2 separate regions of the Hordeum vulgare genome follow, and region 1 is linked to region 2. Evidence: chromatin contacts called from public Hi-C data. All regions are on one chromosome and are shown on one strand. Each heading gives the region's core, a stretch centred on a gene start, on an enhancer-like site or on the middle of the called end of the contact. The rest is flanking DNA. Distances are from core to core; before and after follow the strand shown.

Region 1 (3,589 bases), core at 677-3,176, 280 kb after region 2:
CTGATGGGAGTGCGCCTCCTCCTTGACCACTTCGAAGAGCAGCAAAGTCTGAAGCAACCTGAGGTTGCGGGCCTCGAGCAAGAAGCGCTTGAACTGTGGGTCGAGGTTTGGCTCCAGCAACCCGTTTGGATGGCGCGGGGATGGTGGCGTCATTGCAGCCATGACTTACTCCAGCGTGTGCAGCGGTAGCGTCTTATTCACGAGCGTGAGTTATACAAATTTTTAGTGGAATCTCACTTATTCCCAGCTAATCCACCTAAATTGTAGTGCGTTGTTAGTTATCACCCACCAGACCATGGTGGGACGAAGTGGGCTATGGCGGGACGTCCGCGGTCAATCCCACCTGCAGCCCGATCCTCCAGATTAGCGAGAAGGGGCCTACCCATCAAAGTGTGTGCCCACTATGTGACCATCGTGACGAGACCATGAACCACATCAAGATTGAATGCTTCTTTGCAACGGAGGCGCGGGGACGGGTCTGCACGACCATGGGACAGCCGTGGCGAGCATCCCTATAGGATGAGACGTTGTCCGAGTGATGGATGAGGCAAGAGGAAAGTGGCCACAATCGCTTGCAACAGTTATGATCTCGTCAAAGCTCCATCAAGTGTTAGTGTGTCGATCCCAAAGCACAGACCATTGCTACAAAATTAGTCACGAAACATGTAAGATGTTTAGCTTGGAGTATGGACGTTTTGGTGAACGAGCTCCATGGAACCCTTTATTTTTAAAAAATTCAAAATTTAAATTTTTTGACTTTAAAAAATTCTGAAAAAATGCAAGTATACATGGATGAAATGTATATATGTATAAAAAATCAGGATAAAATACCTTTAAATTCGATCTATACAAAAAGGACAAATATGTGGACTTTGAGGATGAATAGTATAATCTGTTAGAAAGCCTCAAATTTATCTTTTTTACAGAACCCTTATTTCAACGTATTTCGTCATAAAAATTTACGCACATATGTGTTACGCTTCCATGAATATCTGTATTTTTAGGGTTTTTTTTGAATTGTAAAAATATGAATTTTGATGAATTTTGGGTTTTTTAAAAACCGATCTTCATGGAGGCCGAGCTTTAAAAGACATTTTCGTTTAGATTGGTGATATTATTACTAGGCGTCAATGAAGTCGACTGAAACTATTGCGGGAAAAAAAGTTGACTGAAAGTGAAGATGGCGGTAGTACTCACGAGAGAGACCACCCATCGGACACAGATGAGGTGACATGCACGTTTGCATGTCACCGTGTGCCTTGCGGTCTAAATTTAAATTTAAACATTACGAAAAATTTTGAAAAAAAATCATGCATGTTCACATCATATATTAAGATAACCCCTAAAAAATTCAGATCAAAATTCAAAACATACACTGAGAAATAAAAAAGAGAAACTCAGATGTGAACAGTCTACACAGAACCATTCGTGACTATTCATGACAGATTTCTCTTTTTTATTTCATGATGTATGTTTCGAATTTTGATCTGAATCTTTTAAGGGTTATCTTAATATGTGCTGTGAACATGCATGATTTTTTTTAATTTTTTCGCAAAGTTTAAATTTAAATTTAAACGCAAATCACACGGTGACATGCACCTGATCTGTGTCCCCACCCATCAGGCAGACCTTTTCCCATTAGGCGGCCACCAGTTAGGCAATTCGCGCGACTGTTCAGCCCCATCATCACCCCCTAAACCCATACGGGCACCGTTTGGTCTGACAGGCGGAGGGCCCCGTGTTTAAACGCCGGTCAGCGTCCCCGATCAGATGCGCGCGCGCTTTCCCGGCCGGTGGACGAGGACGGCACCCGACCGATCGCTACTGTTCGCCGATCGATCAGACCATCCGCACACACATGCGGCCCAACCTCCCGTGACCCGGAGGGCGGTCGACGGCGACGGGCTCGGGCGGGCAATCATTTCGCCCGCGCCTCGATGGTCCTGGACACCGTCCCTGGGCTGTCACGGCAGCGGCGCGTGCTGTGCGGGTGCCGTGTCAGCTGGTGCGTGGCGCCGGGGAGGTCCAGCGAGACGCAGGGTCGGGGGGTGGGGATTCGTTCGTCGACAGGCGGTGGTCGACTGGTCGCGTCCTTTTCGCCGCGCGGCTCGTTATGGGGCGCGATCCCGACGTGAGTTGAGACGAGGGCTTGAGGCGGTCCGCCGTAATGCTCTTCCTAAATTCCTATGATGTTGCTGTTCCTTCATAGCTGGCTAGCGTGTGCTGCTTGATGGCCGAGATGGGACACGGCAGCGCGCCGATGTGTCTTCCGCCGGGAATGGTGGTTGCCACTGCTACGTTGCTTGCACGATACAGCGTTTGTGCATGTGTGCTGCAGCCGGGCATAATTATTTTATAACTTAATCTATATTATTATTAAACAAGAAAACATATTCATCGTTACGTGCATCCAGTCTAATTTAGACATAAGGCAAGTCGTAATAGGAAATATCATATGCTAGTATCATGGATACGATATTAATGTATCATATTAAGTATCATATTATATTCGTAATGCATAGTATCATATGGTAGTATATTTATTATCATGCATGACACATACTAACAAACATTTAATATGGAACGGTGATACTTAATCTTTTTTTTCATTTAATTTTATGTCACCTTATCTAAATTGTCTAGTTGACATACATAATACTACTATTTATGATATTTTTATTATGAACAACCTAACAACAAAAATGAATTACATGCTTATGTGCAGAGCACTTAATTTAATTTAACCATCAATATTGCATGAACCCATGTTCAAAGTGTGTTTAGCATTTCTTCGGGCGAGTGAACAAAAACTCTGTCATCCGACGTCCTCACGTTGTGTTCATGACTAAAATTACCAGTATGCTCCCACCTCCTTCTCCCGAAAAAAAGACGTACTATGCGCATGTAGCCCGCACCTTTCGCGAAGGCCGCACAACCGGCCGCCGTAGCCGCCCTATCTGAAGCATGACTTCCCCACCGCCCCGACGCTCCTCCTACACAACGTAGTCACACACCTCCAACCGTTGCCCGTGTATCGCCGGTAATCGTTTGTCGCACCTCTGCGGTCTCACATGATTGCTCTGTTAGAGCATCTCTCATAGACCCTGTATAAAGCCGCGACCCGCAAAATAATCGTCAAAATACAGGTCGGCGTAGAAAATGTTGCCCGACCAGACCCCGCAAACGCGTTCGTCCCGTAATAATTTTTAGGGCGCGGAAAAATCCCATCCCCAACCCGTGAAAACGTAGGTTTCCGCCCCACCCCTAATGTGCCCCGTATCTCAGGAAAGCGGTTGGCGGGAGGGACATTTCAGCCCACGCCCTTTCCCTACCCTCTTTCACCGCCGCCCGCCATTGGTTTCTCCCGTCTGCCGTTGACGACTCTGGCCAAATCTGCGGGCAGAATCGCGTCGCGGGGGCGCCCGTACCATCTTCAACCGAGCCAGTACACCGGCTCCCCGGATCAGCCGAGCCACCGCCCCCGAGCAGCCGGTGAGTATGTACTTGTGCTTGTGCCGAGCGGTATGCATGGTTGGTTAACGGGGCGCGCATATTTGTGAATTTAGATGGGATTGAGCCCGTGCGAGAA
Region 2 (3,593 bases), core at 546-3,045:
CTAAGCCAAAAGTTAACTAGCACTGTTTTCTTCTACTTCCTTTTTCCCAAAATATAAGGTGCAGTTGACTTTGTACGGTCTTTGATGCACGACTTTGACCACTAGTATATATCGAAGTATATGGATTGAACATGTATAAATAGCATCTTTGTATTTGTCGGGCATAAAAAGTTATTTTATTTATCTGTATACGAATTTGATAGACATATAGCATGTTAAATTATAGTAAAAGTTGTGCAACAAAGACAAAAAAAGTCAAACGTCACCTTATATTTTGAAAAAGAGGGAGTAGTCGACACCATAACTAATTTGGTCTAGTGGTTATTGCGGGCAGATCCTATTTGACGCTCATGAGAGTCAAAAGGACGAGTCTTCGCTGAAGTTCGGCTCCCTACATCTTGGTTCGGGCCGGCCAACTGACATTTTTTCCTGTACTTGTTTATGTTTCTATTAATTTTTATATTTTGTTTCCATCTTGCGTTTTAGTCTTCCTTTTTCATTGCTTTCCTTTTTCTTGTATTTATACAAATATTATTATGTATTTCATACAAAACTGTTCATTTTTTATTTAAGACATATTCACCCTGTATATTAAGAAAATGTTCAACATATTTGAAAAAAAAGTTCATTGTGTATTTTAACATTTATTAAGAATATATAAAAAAATGTTCAATGTATACTTAAATATTACTATTTAACATATATGACAATTTTCTTAAGATGTATTTTAAATTAATATTTTGTTCAGTGTATATGACAAGAAATTTCAGTGTGTATCTAAAAATTCTTCAGCACATATTTATTTAAATGTTCAATGTATATTTAAAAATTGTTCAACATTTTTAATTTCAATTTGTTTTGTCATGTTTTAAAGGTTGTTTGAATTTCCAAAAAAATTCGCAATTTTCACACATTAATAAATTTTTTGAAAGAAAATTGTTCAGATTTTTTTCCTAAGGAATGTTCATTTAAAAAGAAATAGATTTGCCGGTGTACATATTACTCCAAATGTAGTACTCCAGCTTAGACATTTGCTATCGCTTGCTCTAGTGGCAAGCGACGGTTTTAGCGTCCAAAAGGAGCTCTCGTCATTGCGTTAGGATTGTCAGCGTTGTGGTGCCTAGTTCGAGTCCCAGTGATCCCTATTTCGATCATGATTAATGTCTTTTTCTCTTCATGTTTTCTTTTTAGCAGAGGTTACTGGGCAGGCCCGTTATGCGTGGCTAGCGAGCCCCAGGAGCACCAACGGGCGCCTACAACGCTGATTAGGAGCTCCCTGTAAACATTGTGACTTTTGAATAAAAAGCCTCGGAGTTTGTCGATAAAAAAAGCTTCATGTATTCATTCTCAAAAAAAAAAAGGAGCTCCCTGTATTCAGAGCCACATTCTATACTAAAAAGAAAAAGGTGTAATCGGCGACGTTCTCCGAAAGAAGAGGTAAGTAGCCGCGCTGGGCCGGCGCCGGCGGCGACACAAAGGACGAAAGGTCTGCCACGGTTCCATGGCCGTCCGGGCCGCACGTTCCAATCTGGACCCTTTACTTCATTGTCACTTTTTCTCGCCTTTTTCTTTGTCACGGACGGAAAATGGTCCCGCCAACCTGTATATTTTTCGTGCTACTATCCAATATGACATGCTCAAGTTGCAAATTTATGCATATATTTAGACTAGCTAGCATGCGCAACGGAAGGAACAACCAACATGCGTGCCAACCTTTTAGGCCAGGTACGTACACCCAGCTGAGGCGGTTTCTGCGCTGGTTCTGCCGTTTGACGGATGGCGGCTCACCTGTATGGTGCGTAGCCAGCAGCAGGTTGTCGTTAGCAGCTGCGGCAACTTGAGATAGCAACCACCCCCCTCCCAGCCCCTAGCTCTGGCCCTGGACCCGCCGTACATCCATCCCATGGAATTCACACGTAGCAAGAACCCATGCCCGTGCGGAGGCGGAGGCGCAGGCGCAGCTAGCTAGCTCCAAGTTTTTAGGCAACAGCAACGCATATCACCTTATCACACACTGGTGGCACGGCACCGGAGGGAGCGCGCCGTCACGTATCACAGACGTATGTGAGCACGCGATAACTGACCGCGCAACCCGAAAGTTGATGGCGCTGACGACGGGAGCCGTTGCTCCGTTCCCAAGGGCAAAGAAAAGAGTCGGCTCACGACACGGTTACGTGCGCCCGAATTGCAGGCGCGCTACGCCGGCCTAGCTAGCTAAAGCTAACCGATCGCTCGAACAAAGGCCATGTTCTGTTACACGAGTTAGACTAGAAAAAGTCTCTTTTAGTCCTTATGTAACCAAACAGAAAGAATTTTATCTTAAGGGACTAGAAAAAGGCTTTACTCGAGGATCTTTTTCCTAATCCGTGAATAAAAAAAAAACCTAGTTCATTGAAATCAAACACCCCCGAAACAGTCGGCCACCCATCGTAGAAACAGACCCGCGCGGTCAGCAAACTCGACGAACCATGCATCTCAACGTCCCGTCCATGGACGGCTCGGCTCGATCGGCGGCACAAACCAAGTCGCGTGCGCCGGCTCTCATCACGTACCGGAACCAACGACGACGTCTCCTCAGGCTCACCCACAACAACAGAAAAAGAAAAGGGGAGGTGAAGAAAGTTTGAGTGCGTGCACTGTCCTACGTACGTATACTGGTACCTAACATAACGACCGGCCTGAGTTTCTTAATCGGATCCGTCGCCGTCCCCGTCTCCGTCTCCGTCCAGGCATCGCGTCATAGGCATACATGACCTTGCATATGCATATGCCTCGCTCGCGCAACGGCATGCGTGAGGGATAAGCCAAGCGGATCAGGACGGACGGACGTCCATCCTTGCACCGCACCATCACGGAGACACAGTGTTGTTGTTATACTCTACCACCACCACCACCGCTGATTAACAAGATCCCGATCGACACCTGGAGCTCGTCCTCGCCAGCGCCGGCTGCTTGTAGAAGCTACTACCTGACAGGACACGCGAAAGTTACATATGCACAGGCCGAAAGGCCGTGACGAGAGTATAATCATATGTACCGCCCAAGCCTATTTTAAGTGATCGATGATAATCTTTTTGGTGAGAGCAATCACTACTCCAGACAATAATTAGTGGAAATCTTGTAACGTTTCTTCAGAAAGCGGTACTTAGAATGGGCGCCAGATTCAAATTACACCCGTAAACAAAAGCATAACATAAACTAGGTTGAACCACTTTGATAGCATGAAACTGCACACGTGAACACAAGATTGGGTAAATAAAGTTTACAAAGGTCGGTATCATCATAAAACGTCATAACAGAGCTCGGTAGGCATGCGCAACGAAACCTGGTTAGTGTAGAAGCAAAGTGAGTGTCGTGCCGGAGGACACACGATGTATGGACAACAACATCCGAAGATATTGAGTCGTCGACGGGAGAAGTGGACCCACCCACACCGCATGAAAACACTACCCCGGCTTCAATCTTCCCTACGTGAGAGTCCCACCGACGCACTATCGACGTAGAAGCGGCGTTCTTGTGGTTGACAAGAGCATCCCCTTGAGCTCAAGCCCTCATACCGACTGGCGCTCCATCCAACCAAGATTTCCGCTTCA

What was found. A called contact is a pair of places that touch in the nucleus more often than the background predicts.
Region 1: a Hi-C map of seedling shows a contact between it and region 2, with 2.4 times the contacts expected there. The contact joins two enhancer-like sites. A contact is called at or near these places in 2 of 6 Hi-C or Micro-C datasets (leaf and seedling).

The regions. Positions count from the first base shown.
Region 1 is chr1H:396,249,820-396,253,408 of MorexV3_pseudomolecules_assembly, forward strand. No RefSeq gene overlaps it. Among protein-coding and RNA genes, the nearest start is that of LOC123440143, 250 kb to the left of the region's middle. Within about 2 kb of position 1,927, at least 3 of the 3 cell types and tissues checked have open chromatin away from gene starts, as enhancers often do. A contact at or near this core is called in leaf and seedling, where this site is marked.
Region 2 is chr1H:395,970,691-395,974,283 of MorexV3_pseudomolecules_assembly, forward strand. No RefSeq gene overlaps it. Among protein-coding and RNA genes, the nearest start is that of LOC123440143, 32 kb to the right of the region's middle. Within about 2 kb of position 1,796, at least 3 of the 3 cell types and tissues checked have open chromatin away from gene starts, as enhancers often do. A contact at or near this core is called in leaf and seedling, where this site is marked.